Linked DNA regions of Sus scrofa: region 2 is linked to region 1. Evidence: chromatin contacts called from public HiChIP or PLAC-seq data. All regions are on one chromosome and are shown on one strand. The core of a region is the stretch at or near the end of the contact, and the rest is flanking DNA. Distances in the headings are between cores, read along the strand shown. Region 1 overlaps CAMKK2 (calcium/calmodulin-dependent protein kinase kinase 2). Region 2 has its middle 56 kb from the start of ATP2A2.

Region 1 (3,269 bases), core at 688-3,187:
CAACAGGATGCACCTGTGTGCCTCTCTTCTGGCTTTCATCAGTCAGTGGGGTCTTTGACTGGGAACACCTGCTCCCAGCCCTGGAGGGCCAGTATTTCAATGTTGTGTTCCTGCAGTTGTGGAACAGGAATCTTTCAAACTTCATCTACTGTCCCTTGATAACAAAGAATCGAAGTTCAAAGCCAGTAAAGCAATGCCATGGGCTGGAGCCGCACCTGGGAATGCAGGGAAACCTTAGCCTGCAGTCTGGAAAAAGCGGTTCTAGAACCTCTCTCCAGACTCCATGACAACCGGCAGCTGTCAAGGCTCTGCAAAGCACTGAACCTGCTGACCAATTCAGAGCTCTGGTCAAGCCTGTTTACAGATGATGATCCATAAATGGGGTTAACACTTACCTCATGGGGTGAAGGGTCAGGAAGCTTGCCTGCCCGCAGGATGTGGTCTGTGTGTGACCTTTTAGCACCCATCCTGTAGGTGCTCGCTTGTTTGGTCTCCACCAGAAGAATCCATCTGGCAATGACCTGCCTGCCAGAGCAGTGCTTTGCAAACCTCAGTGTATAGATGAGTGACCTGGGGAGCTTGCTTAGATGGAGCCTAGAAGTCTGTATTTCCAGCCCACTCACAGGTGATGCTGACCTGGGGACCACACTCTCAGTAGTGGGGTACTATGACAGGCTTAAATTAGGGGTTGACTGAGTGCATCTGCCTTGACTTGGGCATTTGATCTCGCTGTCAAGCCTAAGGAAGGAAAACAGACATAAGGCCAGATGACCTGGAAAGGGCTGACTTCATGGAACGACCAACGAAAACATTCCAAAAAGGGCCAGGCTTTGCACCATTTTGCTGTTTATTTCAAGTTTACAGAGAAGCTTAAACATCTGTGGAAAAACACCAAAGGCTTAATATTCTCTTAAGTTCATGTACCTTTTTAGTGATAAATACACAGTATTTAACTTTGTACACCTGATAAAAGGAAAATGCATAGTAGAAAGGATCAGGAATAAAACAGAAGCATCGGGCATGAAATCAGTCACAGAATAGAAAAGTCAGCAGTCCCGCGAAACTCGGCCTGTAAAGCTGAGAGAAGATGAGAATCGACGACCTTGACACTTTCCCTAGCACCTTGGAAGCAAGTGGAGGTCTTGGTTCTTCCCGCCCCCAGGCAATGGGAAGCTCCCCTTTGGAAGATGAGTGAGAGTGACAGGTCGGGCCTGTGTCTCTAAATGCACAGCTATTCGCTTCCTTGCCTTGAAAGGACTTGAGGACGGAGCCCTAACTCACGGGAAAGCCCAGGCCAGTGGGGAGACAGCCTCTCCGGCCCCAAGTGCCAACGAGGGGCTGGATAAGGCTTTATGGGAGCCACTGGCCAGGCTGCAGACTAGATGGGGGAGTGGAACAGGGCAGAAGGAAGATGGGTAGAGGACGTGTGCTTCCTTCAAGGCCACAGGTGCAGGCCATGTCTTGCTTACATCAAACTGGTCCCATTGATGAGCCAGTGATGGAAGAGGTGGATGGGTATCCTCACCTGGAAAAGCTGCTCATCACAGCTTCTGCCCTTTCCTAACAGAGCTGACTTTGGGGGGAAAAAAAATCAATGTTTGTGCTCTAAGAGTGGAGACGAACCCCAGGAGTCTGTGCTCCAAGGAGCTCTAATGCTTTATGTTACACACCTCCCTGCTTATACTTTTCTCCGTGGGGCAGTTCCTTTCCACAGCTTTCTTTGGTGTTTCTTATTTTAAAAAAAAAAGTAATGAACATAGCCCCCTGCCCCCCCACCCCCACAACAGTTCATGGTGCTGCCTGCTCGCTGGCTTTCCACGCCATGTAATCTTAGCCGGAGAGTTTCATCGTGGGAGAAATGGCGTTGCCCGATGCGGTTGTGTAAACACAGTTCTGCAGAGGCTCTTGCATGCTGCCCGCCCTCCCTGGGCAAGCCACTGCACAGGCCGGGCCAGAGTCCACATAGACAGGCTGGGACTAAGACTAGGGACTGGTTGACAGGAACCACTGCAAGGTGCTTATTGCAAACTAACCAGACCCCACTTGCTCCCAGTAGGGGTGGAGCCTGTAAACTGAAACAAGTCCAAGAGGCAAGAGGAAGTGCTAGGTTACAAACAGAAAGAAAGCAGGCCAGAGGCCCCTGCAGCAGAGGGTGTACCTTTGCTCTTGGAAACCAGCATTCCCTAATTCAGTACTGCTTATGAGAGAGCAAGAGAAGCCTGGCTAAACCACAGTCAAGAGCTTAGGAAGATCTAGGGAGGCCAAGAACACTGGGGCTCTGTGAACGTGCTGGGCAGGAAGGCACCTGGTCTGCTTCTCTGTCTCTCTGCAAAAAGCCCTCCTACCAACACTGAGTAGATAGAAACTACAAAAAAGCACTCCTTCTGAGCCCATGAAAGACCCTGTTTCCCCCAAGCCAGATTCCACAAAGCACTGGGAATTCCCTATTCGAAGTCCTTCCAACTTTCTTCCCCCTAGAACTTCACGCTCACCCACATGTAGCTCTGGAAGAAATCATACTTGAACTGCAACCAAACTTCCCAACGTCAGTGGAAAGTCAAAAAAGTAAACCTTTTCTTTCCAGACTTTTGGCCACAAAAGGGAACTTCTCGTGCCAAGCTCTGGTTCCCTGGGGCCCTGAGGAGTGCTCTGCGTTTCAATCATCATCTCTCAAAGGGTGCCCTAAAGTTACCGTAGAGATCCCAACAGAGCTTTGCCTGTGAGGAATGGTCATTTGCGTCTCAGCTGAAGGAAAGTACCTCCAATCTGGCCCTCCAGAAACTAGATAAGTGTTTCATTAACAGCAATCAGCTAGTATTTAAGAAGGAAAGAAAACCTTAGCCGTCTCTAGAATACATGGGTTATGAACAAGCAGAGCTGCTAAATATACAGGCATAGCTTTCACTGGCTCTCACATACCTGAAGCCGTGGGATATATCCTGGAAGCTCGAAATGATTTCTGAACTGCTCTAGAGTTCAGACTAGTTAGAGAACTGAACGTATTTTTTGTTTGTTTTTACTCCTAAGCCATGTAATGTACATGGAAGTGTAGGATTTCACCCTGAAGTTTTTGTCATTTAACAAGAGACTTACCAGAGCTCCTCAGTCAACTAAGAAAGATTCCAGCTTTGAGCCGATGTCATAAACACTCGTTCAGACCTTTAGAGGGGACCTGTCCCCCCACAACCACCGAATGCCCCTCTGGGGTCGGAAAATCCCCCTCCGGGAAGCTATTAAGCATCAAGCCCTTTCCTGACTACAACTTTACT
Region 2 (3,372 bases), core at 843-3,342, 250 kb before region 1:
TTCACTGTAATGTATTTCAATCTTTTTATTTATCTATCAATCAATCTATTTATTTATTTTAGGGCCGCATGTATGGGAAGTTCCTCGGCTAGGGGTCGAGTTGGAGCTGCAGCTGCCAGACTATGCTACAACCATAGCAATGAAGGATTTGAGTCTTGTCTGTGACCTACACCGCAGCTCACAGCAATGCCGGACCCTCAACCCACTGAACAGGGCCAGGGATCGAACCTGCATCCTCAAGGATAATAGTCAGGTTTATTACTGCTGAGCTACAATGGGAACTCCCTTGAATTTAAATCTCTAAGTTTCATTGCAGAGCTGTTCATAAAGTAAAAAACTGGAATCAATCTAAATATCCAGCAACAGGAGACATACATGATTTAAAGACTTTCACAGATAAAATTTTAAATTGCAATCTACAAAGCTTCCATTTGCACTGTATCTAAAACTATTACTCCTTTTTTAATTTTTCTTTTTTGACTGCACCCGTGACATATGGGTTTCTGGGCCAGGGATTGAATTCAAGCTGCAGCTGCGATCTATGCCACAGCTGCAGCAATGCTGGATCCGTAACTCACTGTGCCTGTCCAAGGATTGAACCCAGGCTGCTGAAAAGACAATGCCAGATCCTTAACCTGCTCACCACAGTGGGAGCTCCTCCAATTTTATTTTTGGCTGCACTTGCAGCATGTGGAAGTTTCCCACCAGGTCAGAGATCGAACCCATGCCATAGTAGTAACCAGAACCACAGGAGTGACAACGTTGAATCCTTGACTGCTAGGCTACCAGGGAGCTCCTATTACTCATTTCTTTGATGCATTTACTTGATGATCATTTTTACTATATTTCTCTCATATAATTGGTAGAATTTTTTTTCCTTTTTCTTTTTAGGGCCACTCCTGCAGCATATGGAGGTTTCCAGGCTAGAGGTTGAATTGGAGCTGCAGTTGCTGGCCTACACCACAGCCACAGCAATGTGGGATCTGAGCTGCATCTGTGACCTACAACACAGCTCGTGGCAATGCCAGATCCTTTAACCTGCTGAGCGAAGCCAGAAATTGAACCCGAATCCTCATGGATACTAGTCGGGTTTTTAACTCACTGATTTACAGTAGGAACTCCAGTAGAGTTTATTTCTAATCATTTAGAAAAGCAGTTAAGTTTGTTCTTCAGGTACAGTAAGGAAACACATTTTAAAAAAAAGAATTGTAAGAAGCATTAAATATAATTTCACACATATTATAGTTCATAAATGGACATCAACCTGTCTGGATATACACAGCCAGTATATTCATGGGTCATATTGCAGGACAACATGGCAGTTAAAGTCTTAGACTCTGGCTCTGCCATGGTTATTAGCTGTGTAATACTGTGGAAGCTTTTCTGTGCCTCAGTTTCCTCATCTATAAAGTGGGGATAAGAGTATCTACACTTCATAGGGTTATTTTGAGAGTCACATTGGTTCCTATACATAAAGCACTTAGGACAGTGTCTCATACATACTAGGTGTTCAATAATGAGTTAGCTGCCAGCATCATCATCTTCACCATCATCATGATTATAATGACTACAGAGCTTCAGGGAGTAAAATTTGTTCAATCTTGCTTTGCCTAACTGCTATTTAAAAAAATTTTCCCGTCCTCTGTAAATCTGCTTCACTTTTAGAACCAACAAACTAATCAAGCTGTGTCTTTAACAGTGGAACAGGCTCCCTCGTGAGGAGTGAGCTGCACTGCGGTTATCTACTGAGGCTGGAAAGCAAGTTGCTACAGGCACTACTGTATTGATTTCTGACTGTGTAGAGGTTGAAAGAGATCCCTCAAAGGTTCCAACAGATCTAATGAATGATTACACGAATCATTCTGAGGTTCCTTTCAAACTCCAAAATTCTATGACTTTACCAGGTTATCATGGGCAGTGCTAAAGCAGCAGTCTTGCCAGGAACCTGCCATTAGTTAACACTCTGAAGTGAGGCAGAAACAAAGACTTTCACTGAAAAACAGAGATCTTTAGTCTCCTCTGTGTTCTGAATAGTGAATTTCCATAGCAGTAAACCAAGTTCCGTGACTCAAGTCTCTCAGCAATTCTAGAAAGGAAACTGAAATTATCAGTGTTTGCTGAGAAAGTACTTACAGTTTGCCAAAAGAGGGAGCATGGGAGCAGAAAGCATATTTTGTCCATCTTTAAAAAAATGTTTGTTTGGATTTTGTGTTTTAGTTTTTGATTCCTTTTGCAAGGACAGGATGAGACTGCACAACAGTTACAAATAACTTTCTTTTTTAAAGACTGCCTTAAGGCAGAAGGGTCAAAGACAATATATAGATGACTTTAAAGGATCCCTCTCTTTTCTCCTCAGACAAAACATTCACCTCATGGCTGGTTGCTGGACATCAAACAGCTGTAATTAAACTGCTCTCATTAAAAGGAAAGAGAGGAGGAGCTAAGCCAGTAGCTTCTCCTGAGGAGAGAAATAATCACATATTTAATAAAAGGGCAACTTTAACTTTATTTCTCTTCCTGGCTGCCATGGATTGTTTAAAACAGGATTCATTATATGCACAATCTAGATCTCACCTTTACTACAACATTGGAGACGTTATCAATAACAACCCAGTTTAAGGAAAGTTAATTATTGGGGGGTTAACTTACCCACCCCCTAGGGCCAAACACTCCATGCCACTCAAAAGGAATGATGTAAGCACCTAGAACCTTTTGTAGAAACAAGTCTTTGATTCACACTCATTAGTCACTAACGTTGGGAGAAGGCCTGTGTAAGACAAGGAAGTTTCTATAAGACACACACATCCATATGAAGCCATTTTTCAATACAAATTTTATTTCAGTACAAAGGTAGCTCTGGCAAGCTATTCATTTGTGCATAGTTTCAAATTCAATTCAGAATTCTGCAAATTTATATATTTTTAGTTTGAGCAACATATTCAGTCTCTTATTCAAATTACCAAAAAGTGCTCTGTATCGTGTTGCATAAAAGCTTTAGAATTTCACTTGGAAAATGCAGAGCTTAAAATTTTCCAAAAAAACTGTATGTTACATAAACTAATTATTTGATAGTTTAATGAAATGGCTTCTTTTATTATTGTTCACTGCTGCATTAAAGCAAAATGATACAAAGTATTAATCTAAAGAAGAAAGTTAAATATTCTATAATTTCCTGAGATCTGGTTTAATTTCCACAGGTCTTTAAACAATGTTCTAAGAGCATTCTGCTACATTTTCTGGACCTGGAAAATACATGATGTTGGACTGAGTTGTTAATAGATTTATAACCGAAAAGACATTATCTTGTATTATAAGATTCTTCTCAAAGGATAACCTTTAAAGTTGGATTATGTCCTTAACTAATACAGAAAG

The links. HiChIP or PLAC-seq counts read pairs in DNA pulled down with a chosen protein or histone mark.
Region 2: an H3K27ac HiChIP or PLAC-seq map of alveolar macrophages shows a contact between it and region 1. The contact joins two enhancer-like sites. A contact is called at or near these places in 2 of 47 Hi-C or Micro-C datasets (embryonic fibroblasts and epiblast stem cells) and 1 of 2 datasets of contacts at active chromatin or transcription factors (alveolar macrophages).

What each region holds. Positions count from the first base shown.
Region 1 is chr14:31,364,064-31,367,332 of Sscrofa11.1, reverse strand. CAMKK2 (calcium/calmodulin-dependent protein kinase kinase 2) reads right to left here. Exons shown (of 16, transcript XM_021073030.1): 16 at 829-3,269. Among named protein-coding and RNA genes, the nearest start is that of P2RX4, 22 kb to the left of the region's middle. Within about 2 kb of position 1,937, at least 35 of the 83 cell types and tissues checked have an H3K27ac peak or open chromatin away from gene starts, as enhancers often do. A contact at or near this core is called in alveolar macrophages, where this site is marked.
Region 2 is chr14:31,617,936-31,621,307 of Sscrofa11.1, reverse strand. No RefSeq gene overlaps it. Among named protein-coding and RNA genes, the nearest start is that of ATP2A2, 56 kb to the left of the region's middle. Within about 2 kb of position 2,092, at least 27 of the 83 cell types and tissues checked have an H3K27ac peak or open chromatin away from gene starts, as enhancers often do. A contact at or near this core is called in alveolar macrophages, where this site is marked.